Regions from separate parts of the Sus scrofa genome. Here region 2 is linked to region 1. A link is a contact called in public Hi-C data. All regions are on one chromosome and are shown on one strand. Each heading gives the region's core, a stretch centred on a gene start, on an enhancer-like site or on the middle of the called end of the contact. The rest is flanking DNA. Distances are from core to core; before and after follow the strand shown.

Region 1 (5,391 bases), core at 829-3,328:
CAAGCAGAGGCTGCAACAGCAGGGGAAATTAAACTACGTACACCTAACATTACAAAGCCCTTTGGGGAGTCCTATATCAGAGGGACTCCAGCTACAGGATTGTTTGGGGCCGTCCATGCATAGGATTGTCAGAGAACCCAACTCCATTATCACCATCTCTGTGAAAATGTGACAACCATGGCGGGGCCATTTGCCTGCGCTGCTGCCCAGGCTTCCTCTTCCTGACCCTGTGAGGTCACTGCTTCAACTAAATTATTGGTGGGTCTTCTTGGAGCCAGGGCAGGAAATTCTCCTCTGCATGTATTTAATAGGTCTCCCAAAAGGAATAGGAAAGAAGCACTTCTTAACATATCGTTTTACTTACTCTTGTGGTCATTTAAACTCAGTTCTTCTTGATTATTTTCAGAAGAGATGGAGAAGATATTATTCCCAAGACAGATTCAGTCACCATCTGACCTTGCTTTTCTCCTAGATCAGAAGCCCTCAAACTCTTCTGGGGCTCCCAGGACCCCTATACATGCCCACATCTTACTGAAGACCCCCAGAGAGCTTCTGTAATATAGCTTATAGCTAATGTATAGCATATCAAAAATTAAGACTGGAAAAAATTTAAAATATAAAAATATACAAGCTCATATTTTATGATCCATCAAGCTATAAATCATGTAGTACGTGGAAAATCCCTCAATATACTCACCATACACTCATAAAAAAGGCAAACCACATCTTATTATTAGGAAAACAATTTCGACTCAGCCCCCTAAATGGGGTCCAGAGACCACACTTTGAGAGCTACTGTTCTCAAAACCTGTTGCACCAATCCCTGTGAGGGCTGCCAAACCCTCAACTATTCTTTGGACCTTTGGACATCGTTTTGAGGGTTTTGTTTTCATTGTTGTTATTTTTTTTTTTCCCCAAGGCATGTGGAAGTTGCCTGGCCAGGGATCGAACCCATGCCACATCAGTGACCTAGCCACTGCAGTGACAACTCCAGATCCTTAACCCGCTGTGCCACAGGAGAACTCTCCACCTGGAGTTTTAAATCTGGTAATTTATGAGGTTAGAGTCTAGATCATGGACCAATCATCTCAGAGAAAAATTAAATAAGAAATAATTTAAATGACTTAGCAGAATTACCTTTTAAAAAAATTCTCTGGAATGCAAATTAGCATTGAAAACATATGTAACATTAACAGGCTAGTCAACATATTATTGGCCAAGATTCTGCCCTCCCTTGTCTGTTTTCTTTCTTTTAATTATTGTTATGCCTACAAATGACATTTTCTTGATATTAAACCTGCCAGAGGTTCTTTGTGAGAGAGACTGAAGAGGAAAAGCTTCAGAATTATACAATGTATGTAGAAATAACCAGATCTAATTTTCTCCTTTAAAGAGAACTTTGGGGAACAGATGGACGGTACAATATCAGCACATTTTTCAAATTTAAGTATTAACAGAGGTTTGGGAATCAATCATGTCAGCTTTTCTTTCTTTCTTTCTTTTTAAGTGTTTGAGATAGAGGTCTAGTTAAGCTTTTAAATCCAGCCTCTTTGATCTTTCTCCCTCTCAGCTCACTTGGCTCTCTGTTCTAAGCTGAACCCCAGGATTGATCAGGACTGTTTGGTGGTACCTTCCTGCTCCTCTATCTTAATAATCATACTCCTAATAGAAACAAGTACTTAGTAAGCACTTTGCCAAAGTAATTTGTGCTAAATATTTTTGCATCATTTCATATCTCCCCACAAGCCCAAGAGGTCATTGCCCCCATTTGCCTGAGAGGGCATTACTTGCTAAGGTCACAAGGTAGGTAGGTGGAGGGGTAGGTAAATAATCCCAGATAATCTTATTCTGGTGCTTTTTTCATATGATGCTAAACTGCCTTTTAAAGAAGCTAATGGAAGAGATTAAAGGGCATCCTTAGGTGTCAATTAGAAGTAAATAAATTAAATTTTATTTGTCAAGTGTCTGAAACAGAGAAAAACTATAGTCTTCAAAAAAGCAACCACAAAGGGCCCTTCTTCACAGGCACCAAACTAAATGCAGGTGAACTTTTTATCAGTGCCACCTGACAAGGAAGGGCTTATCTCTGTTCCCTGATTGACTGTTAGTTGGTTTCACTTTCCCCCTCAGTGTTGATTCAGAGCTTCTAATGTTACCCTGTTGAGGTGCCAAATTTACATGCTGGAAAAGAGTTGCTCTGATGGGTGTTCCATTTCCTCAGCAAAGAAAACAAGGAGTTTGTAAAACATGGCCCCGACCCAGGGGTAGGAAAGGATCTACCAGACCTTTATTTACTCTGAAATGGAATCACCTTCTTGCCTGACAATGGTGACTAATTCCAAAGGCCCAACCAGCCTTCTCATAATGATGATTTTGGGGTCAATTACCATTTGGGGGCAGATTAGAATCTGATTTGAAGCTGAAAAATTCCACCCCTTGGCGATAATCCCGTCAACTTTCCAATCCTAAATAGGGCAAGTTTCAGAGAAGAGCATTTCTCATTTTACAGCCTATCTGAATACTATTTGTAATGATTTTGCTTAATCAAAAAATTAGATTGCTGCTCCAATGGCCTCAACATAAAGAGTCAGGCATTCTGGCCTGCTGCCAGAGCTCCGTCTGAGGCTCTTGGAGTTAATAATTTCCACGGCATTTTTAAACAACAAAGGCCATCTTTTACTAATAGCATGACTGATTCTGGCAAAACCTATAAAAACAAGGCCTACTCTGGGGTAGTTTGTATTACAGAGAACTAAGTTTTAATAAATGACACTCACAGTCAAGAAACTGACATTTCTGCTATTCTTTGATATTTGTCTGCAAATTCAGTAGTAAGTGCCAGTTAATGAAAATGAACTGTTGAGAGCACTGCTGAGATTACCCATGGCTGTTAAATGATTTTAGGTGGGATGGCATGGGGATGGAGAGAAGGCAATTCTGCTAAGATGATGTCCTGGGCAAGCCACTGCCCTTTCTCACAGTTGGACATTTATAACTGGTACATTATTTACTCGATCATTTTCCAGAAAGGAATACAAGATTTTGTGCTCCTTGAAATGAATAAATTTTCATAATCTAGGTTGAAAACTTGCACCCTCCAGACTAAATCTGGCTACAGAAGCAATTTATTAGGTCTTCACAGTGTGTATTCGTGTTTGTTTTTCGAGGGTTTTTTGTTTTTTGTTTTTTTGGCCACACCTGTGGCCTGTAGAAGTTCCTGGGCTGGATTCAACCCCCTCTAGAGTTGTAACCTGTGCCATAGGTGCAGCAATGCGAGATCCTCAACCCATGACGCCATGGGAACGTCCAGTTTTGTTTTGTTTTTTAAATCTGATTTGGTTGCCAACATTAAAAACTCAGAAGACTTCACATGAGAATGCAGACAACCAGCTACTCACAGAAACTGGGGTACAGAGCAACTCTGGGCTGGCACTGCTGCACAGCAGCCATGGGAGGGCAGAGCAGTGGCAGCGCCTTTAGAATGGGCATCACTCACACATTCAGCCTGGGCCCTGTTCCCTCGAGAGCCAGGCTCCACACCTCCTGAATTCCACCTAATCGCCAGCCTGCAGGTTAACTCCCTGATGAGAAATATTGCCAGTGGGGAGGTTAGTGGAAGGAATGAGGAAGAAATGCATGCAAAATATCATTTTATAAAGAAAAATAAATCCCACCTTAGTCTCTTGTATGAAATTCCTAAAGTCTCAGAACCAAAAAAAAACCCCATATTTCCTTATTTTTTTCAAAATACTCCTTTTATTAAGTCCACTATGGATTTTACCACATAAAACAATTCTGTGTAGCCTGAAAACATAAGCCATTTTGAAAAGGTGAGGGCAAGAAGCCTAAAATTGTGAGCTTCTCATAGATGAAAGACCTGTTGCCTTATTTTATGTCAACAATAGAATTCTCAGTAAAGACGGTCCATTTCTACAGAAGTTACCAATATATTAGTTTGGAGCCATTACCCCACCACATTCTAGCCCAAATAAATACTTACTAAAATGAACAGCATCTCTTTTTTTTCCTAAAGGGTCATATGGACAACAGAGATGCTTTATCAAAACAAACAAACAAACCAAGGCAGGGAGGGAGGACTTAAAAAAGAAAAGTCTTCATTGATGCAGATCTGTATTTCATTTTAAGCTGTAGGCTGAACCATACAAAGTTCGAGGTCTCTGTGTAATTTGATGCTTTCCAAGAAGGAAACATCACTCTTGATCAAGATGACCATCATTCCCCATCCCTTTCCCTCTTCTAAACATGTTTACATGGCTTTTAAAAAGAAGATGTGACTTGTTACCTAATCAGCCCCTTGCGTACACCCCTAAAAATAAAGAAATTGTCCAGGATTCAGGACCAAAGCAGATTTGAGAACACAGATTAAATTTCCTCTATGCTTCAATGGGGCAAAAAATGAAATAGAAGCATAGACCCAATATATGAGCTCCTAAAAAAACAAGCAGCAGTAACAACAAAACAGAGTCTCAACATTGGTACTGGCTTATCAGCCAAGTAATCTGTTTTGCTACAATGAATATTTCTTTGATGCAGAAATAGCTCATAAGTGATTAGTAAACATAAGTTGGAAGACAGAAGGATGTGGAAGTTATGTTGGGGTATATGTTATTAGAGATGTGTTTTGAAACAATCAGGGGTAAACATTCTTGCAACTTAAAACTTTAACAATATATGAAGATCTCTCCCCACCCCAATTTTTTTAATCCTCTGGAAGCATAAATAGTGATTTAGTGGCTTCAAAATAGCTAAAATCTGCCCTATCTTAATCTCTCTGAAAATCTGAGCATTCAAATAAAGATACTACAAAAAATTCCCCCATCTTAAAAAAGATTGATACAAAAATCTAAACTCCGATTTTTTTTTTTTTTGCCTTTTTTTAGGGCCACACCTGCAGCACATGGAGTTTCCCTGGCCAGGGGTCAAATCGGAGCTACAGCCACCAGCCTATACCACAGCCACAGCAATGCAGGATCCAAGCTTCGTCTGCAACCTACACCACAGCTCATAGCAGCACCGGATCCTTAACCCACCAAGCGAGGCCAGGGATCAAACCCGCAACCTCAGGGTTCCTAGTCAGATTCGTTTCTGCTGTGCCACGATGGGAACTCCCCAATCAGATCTTTACTTTTGATAGAAGTGGTCTCCATTAAAAGCAAATGCCATTAAAAACTTATATCTTAACACTCTACTATTATATATATATAATATATATATTATATTTACATAAATAGATAAATAACAAGTACCTACCATATAGCACAGGGAACTATATTCAATATCTTGTAATAACCTATAATGGAAAAGAATCTGAAAACAAATACATATATGAGTAACTGAATTAGTTTGCTGTATATATGAAACTAACTCAAC
Region 2 (5,398 bases), core at 1,192-3,691, 250 kb after region 1:
AGGCACTCAAATATATACTAAGTGAATTTAAAAAAATTTTTTTCTTGGTACTTAATTGAGGACCTAAGGTGTCTGTAAGCACTCTAGAGCTCCTGCTTGCTCTGTTTTTGCCTAATAAATGGAAAAGTCACAACCATTTGCACTGGGTCAGGTAGGGCTTTATTCACCATGTGCTGTGTTAGACAGGGTGAGTGCTCCAGGCATGATTAGAAGAACAGGTTCCTAACCTCAGTGAGTTTGTCGTCTGGTGTGAGGATGCACAGGCACACGTTACACTTATAATGAAATGCAGACTTTGTGCCTGCTGAACCCTGCTTCCCCTGTGAGGGGAATAGTGTCTGGCACATAGTAAGTCCTCAAGAAATATATTCTGAATGAATGAATAAGCCCTGTGCTAGGTGATGGTGATAAAACAGTGACAGCATTTTAACCCTCTGGAAGCTTAATAGCTAATTAAGAATAAAGAAGTAGTGAACCGTTAAGGCTATGGGAGGGGGACCCAAGAAGGGGCACCCAAATCCACTCTTGTGAATAAGGGTGTGTGATATGGTGGTCAGGGAGGGCTTCCTGGAGGAGGAGGAGAAAGTGTCAAGTAAGCCTCTGAGGGAAACATTTGTAGGTGTGAGTGGATAGAGGAAGAAAAAACAACAGAAACAAGGATATTACTTTGAAGACTTCAGGGATTGAATCATTAATCATTTTAGAACAGATAGTCTCAACCTCAACAGACCCATTCTTTCCTCTGAAAAGCAGATATTAGGTAACTGTATCAATGGGAAAGAAAATTTATGCATAATATAACCTCTCCAGATACCAAAATTTTTAAAATGAATTATAAAGGCAAAATAAAAGGAAAGTGATAATTGTATACTTTATTAAAAGGCACAGTCACTCTGGATGACATAGGAAATACATACTTACACTCTTTTGTGTAATCCCCATGAACGAGTCAGCTGAAGACTGGCTGATAGAGGTGTGTAGTTCTGGTGACCTAAAAAGCATGTTTTCCACAATGCGATTTTCCAGATGGTCACTGCTCCTGGTAATGTTAGGAAGAATTGCAAGGTATTTTCTTCTCTTTAATAAATAGTACTTGCATTTTGGAAAATGTGTTAACAATAGTATTAAACCATGCAAAACTGTGCTTTGTGTTCATGTGTAAAATGAGTTAGGGACTAGGCTTAGAAGTTGCAGACAGCTCTGGAACCCATGTGCTTGTGCACCAGGATATCCTGTCTTATGGGAGGAATGATGCTTCTTCCTTGGATGGGATTGTACTGTGCATTTCAGGGCAGCTGGCATCTTTGGCTCTTGTCCACCGAGTATCAGTAGCACATCCCTCCTCACCCAGTCATTGTGAAGATCCAGGATGGCCCCGGAAGTCTGGGCTGGGAGCATGGGAATCGTGTTGAGTGGGTGGGAAAAGTTGCTCAGTTCGTCAAGTCTCCTGGGAGAGCTGCTTAGCACGTACGCTTGTGGGGTTATCTTGGTGGAAGGAACGCATGTCTTTAGTGGTTCTGTCTCCCCATTCTCTGCTGGAAATCATTGTGCCTGATGAGATCTTCTTAGTACATCTCAACCCTTCTCCTGTGCTTTTTTGCTTCCGGTACTCAGATTCCCACTTAGAGTAGAGGGAGCTAGGTGGGCCAGGTGGCTCAGTGGCATGTGCACATGAGTGGGTCTGGAGCGGGCGGCTCTGCTCCCCTGCTGGTGCTGCATGGGAAGGTGGGCTGAGAGAGGCCACCACATCTTCTCTTTCTTCAAGAGAAGCTGAAAATCCACGCTGTCATATGTCGTATCACAGTTCTTACAGAATATTGGCAGCTAATTCCATTGGAGTTTAAAACATACTATCAACCCAATAATGGCTCAAGCAGGATGATATTATTTTGCCCATTTGTAGCCTGTGATAAGTGTGTTATTTTATCAGCAATTCATTTTCATGCTCCTTCCCATAGATGTACTGTGAAAAACACACTGTTGAGAAATGCAGTCTAAAGGTGACCCCAAACTTTGAACTCCTTATTAAAATAAACAAACAATGGCCTTTCTCTTTCATGCTGTTTTTGCTTTGCATAACATTTAAGAGGAAACCAGCAGTGTCCCCTGATTGAGGATTGCTGATGTGACTTTTGGGTCTTGGATGTTAACTTTGTGCAGTTTCTACTTCCCTGCTTAGTTGGACCTTTTTCCCCTAGTGACTGAAAATCATCTGCATTTTCTAGTGCAGTCATTAAAATGTTGTATTTTGGGACACCTCTTGCCTTTGGGGCTGATGACCAGTCTCCAGTGGTTTTTCATTTTTATTTTTGTCAACTAGTGTGGAGCACCCCAATCAAAGGTCAGATTATTTTAAATTAATGCCATTTAAGGAATTAGTTGTCTAGACCACTTGACTTCCTTTTGACTAGGATCTGCCACTTACCAGCTGCACTCTGAAGGAGAATGACATCTAGTGGCTGGTTGCTGTGTGCTTTTGTTCCTTCTGCGGGAGTAACTGGATCCTAACACCCCTGGTTGTGATTTCCCAAAATCTTGTCAAAATGAGCTTCCCCTGTCCACAAATCACATAAGGTTCGGTGGGCCTCGACTGCTCTTTCCTGACGGCATTTTTCCTATACCTTGGAAAAGCACTTGCCTTGTTTTGGTTCTTAGAGATGGTACATTAAGCTGTAACTTTGACAAGCTAGGAAGAACCAGAGTGACAAGTCTTTATTGTCCTCTGATGCCTGGCTCCTGCCTTGTTTGTTTTCAGAAGCCTTAATTCAATATTATGTTATGTAATTCAGAGCTTATTGACCTTAAATAAATAACCTTTCCCCCATTGTTCCAGTGACCTCTCTTAGTAATGTAATAATGGTTTCTCTATTTCTGGAATAAAATAACAGGTGACTGTGACAGGGTTGACCTTGATGTTGCCTAGGGGACATGGTGATGTCCATGGTGAATAAGGGTGATAGAGACCATAGCCTAGAGTGATTTCTTCCTTAGAAAGTCAGAATTGTCCTCAACTTGTTGTGTAAAGGAAAAGTGCAACAGGTACTTTAATTATTGGGATTTATGAATATTGAAAAAAATAACACATTTAAGATGGCTTTTAAAAAATCCAGGCTTCTTGCCACAGAGATGTGATGAAAATGTTTCTGAAGAAATGTCACGTGTGAGTGTTATTGGAAGTGAGTTCCAAAATATACATGAGTAAGAAAAGGGAAAAAACGGTTATGATCTCAGATCTTATTCTTCAAAGATAACCATGGTTTATATTTGGTGTGTGCCCCATCCCCCACCCCCTATTTTATTCTTTTATTTCCATATTTTAAAGTATCAGTGGGGGCATACCATCTCACTTCTTTTCCTTTCGCTTTCTTTTTTCCCCACTTACTATTTCATGAATAAATAGGTATCTCTGTTTTTATTTTTAATGGCTGCTTGAAACCAGACATGGTATGGCAGCACTGTAATTTTAGCCTATCCCTATGGGGATGTGAGGTATTCGGGATCCTGACAATTTTTTGCCATTCTGAGAAAAAAATAGTGGTTATGGCCTTGTGCATATGCCATATTATCTTCTTAGAGAGATGATCAGAAGTGGTTCGGCTAAAGTTATGTACATTGAAAAACTGGTAGATAGTACCTGATTATTCTTTAGTAGGGTTATACAGATTGACTGTCTTAGACTGTAGGCTCATCTTTAGCATATAATTGAGGGATTTGATAGACCAGATCTCATTTTTTACCACGGGTGAAAGCAGCCTTGATCAGTGGGCCCAGGTATGGTTTTACCTTCCTTTTTATCAAGCCTTTGCCTCACCTATTAAACTAAAAATCATGGTGGATTTTTTTTTCTGAAAGCCAAATTATATTTGAGTTATATCAATAAAACTAGAAGAAGGAAAAAAATTCGATTTTGTGGAGGGAGTTACCTCAAGACTGATATGTGAACACAAATGAGCACATAAATAGTATTTATGTAAAAGGTGAAATGACTGGGAAAGTTTTTTCCTTAAAGAGGACTTACAGAAAAAGTGGATTCTTAGAATGGTCCATAAGCTTAATATATTGGGTATTTATTCAGTAATGTGTAGATTTGGTCATCATTAAACCTTTTAACAGAGTTTCAGATGTGATATTTGCTATTTTTAGATAATTTATTCTCCAATTTTGTATTTTATGTTCTCATTTTACTTTTTGTATGTTTTTTTCTGACAAATACTCTAAATCTTTAGAGCTGCTGGTGTTTAATTAGTCTTGAATAGGGAATATTTTCCCTCTTGGTGACTAATTTGCCATTTCCTTTTAGATATGCCAGTGACCACTGAGCTACCATTTTTATACTTAGTCTGGGGAGTTTCCACCTTGGTTTAGTGGGTTAAGAACCTGACTAGTATCCATGAGGGTGCAGGTTCGATCCCTGGCCTTGCTCAGAGGTTTAAGGATCTGGCCTTGCCATGCGCTGTGGTGTAGGTCACAGATGCAGCTCAGATCCCTTGCTACTGTTGCTGTGCTGTAGTTTGGCAGCTATAACTCTGATTCAAGCCCTAGCCCGGGAAATTCTGTGTGCCCTGGGTGTGATCCTAAAAAGCAATAAATAGATAAATAAATAAATAAAATATACTTAGTCTAAACAGAGGCAGGAGTTTAATATTTTTGATTAAATATTTCTTTAATTGAAGCCCCTGGAAATTCTTGAGAGTAAGAGGAATATCTATGAGAATTTTCCCTCTTAAAAAGAAGTCCTTGTATCATTTAAGTCTAAGAAACATTACTTTATAATTCTCTAAAGGTTAATCCTTTTAGTGTGATGTTTTGAGCAGAGAAAAACTGTTCCTATTTGTTGGAAAATGTTTTTATTTGAATCCATTGTTTTTTCCCCCCTTTGGCATTTTTTTTCCCTTTCTTGAATTTCCTGTTCTTATTCTCTGAGAACTGCTTAGCAGAAAGAATAAATGACTCTTCATTCAGACCTGCCTTCCAAGTGGATTTGGTCCAGTGTTTTTTTGTGTGTGTGTGTTGGAAACCTACCTAGAGAACCTATGGGTACTGTGGAGCTCTCTGGAGAGAGTACCTTTCAGGCATGAAAATAGGGAGAATGGAGGTGGGAGGAAGGGAAGGGAAGATGTTGGTGAAGGGGGAAGTGAGCAGGGAGGACTGTGCTCAGGGCAGTTTGCATGGTGCAAGGATTGCTGTGGCTTTTGCGCTTGTATTATTTCTGGGTATGTCTTGAATCCAGTGGATATTATCTTTCTGTAACTGTGAGAATAGCAGGCTGGTATCTACTTCTGAAAGAGAAAGAGGGAAGCCTTTGAATAGACCCTTGTTTTAAAAGGTTGAGACACATGCAGAAAACTTGCATTCATAACCGTGAATGAATATAGGCAGATCCCTCCCCTCCTGTACT

The links. A called contact is a pair of places that touch in the nucleus more often than the background predicts.
Region 2: a contact with region 1 is called in a Hi-C map of liver, with 4 times the contacts expected there. The contact joins two enhancer-like sites. A contact is called at or near these places in 1 of 5 promoter capture datasets (liver), 21 of 47 Hi-C or Micro-C datasets (brain, embryonic fibroblasts, fetal heart ventricle and 11 more) and 1 of 2 datasets of contacts at active chromatin or transcription factors (skeletal muscle).

The regions. Positions count from the first base shown.
Region 1 is chr13:60,939,838-60,945,228 of Sscrofa11.1, forward strand. No RefSeq gene overlaps it. Among named protein-coding and RNA genes, the nearest start is that of SUMF1, 95 kb to the right of the region's middle. Within about 2 kb of position 2,079, at least 10 of the 83 cell types and tissues checked have an H3K27ac peak or open chromatin away from gene starts, as enhancers often do. A contact at or near this core is called in fetal liver and liver, where this site is marked.
Region 2 is chr13:61,189,525-61,194,922 of Sscrofa11.1, forward strand. All of the region lies in intron 5 of ITPR1 (inositol 1,4,5-trisphosphate receptor type 1), which reads left to right. Among named protein-coding and RNA genes, the nearest start is that of ITPR1, 120 kb to the left of the region's middle. Within about 2 kb of position 2,442, at least 9 of the 83 cell types and tissues checked have an H3K27ac peak or open chromatin away from gene starts, as enhancers often do. A contact at or near this core is called in fetal liver and liver, where this site is marked.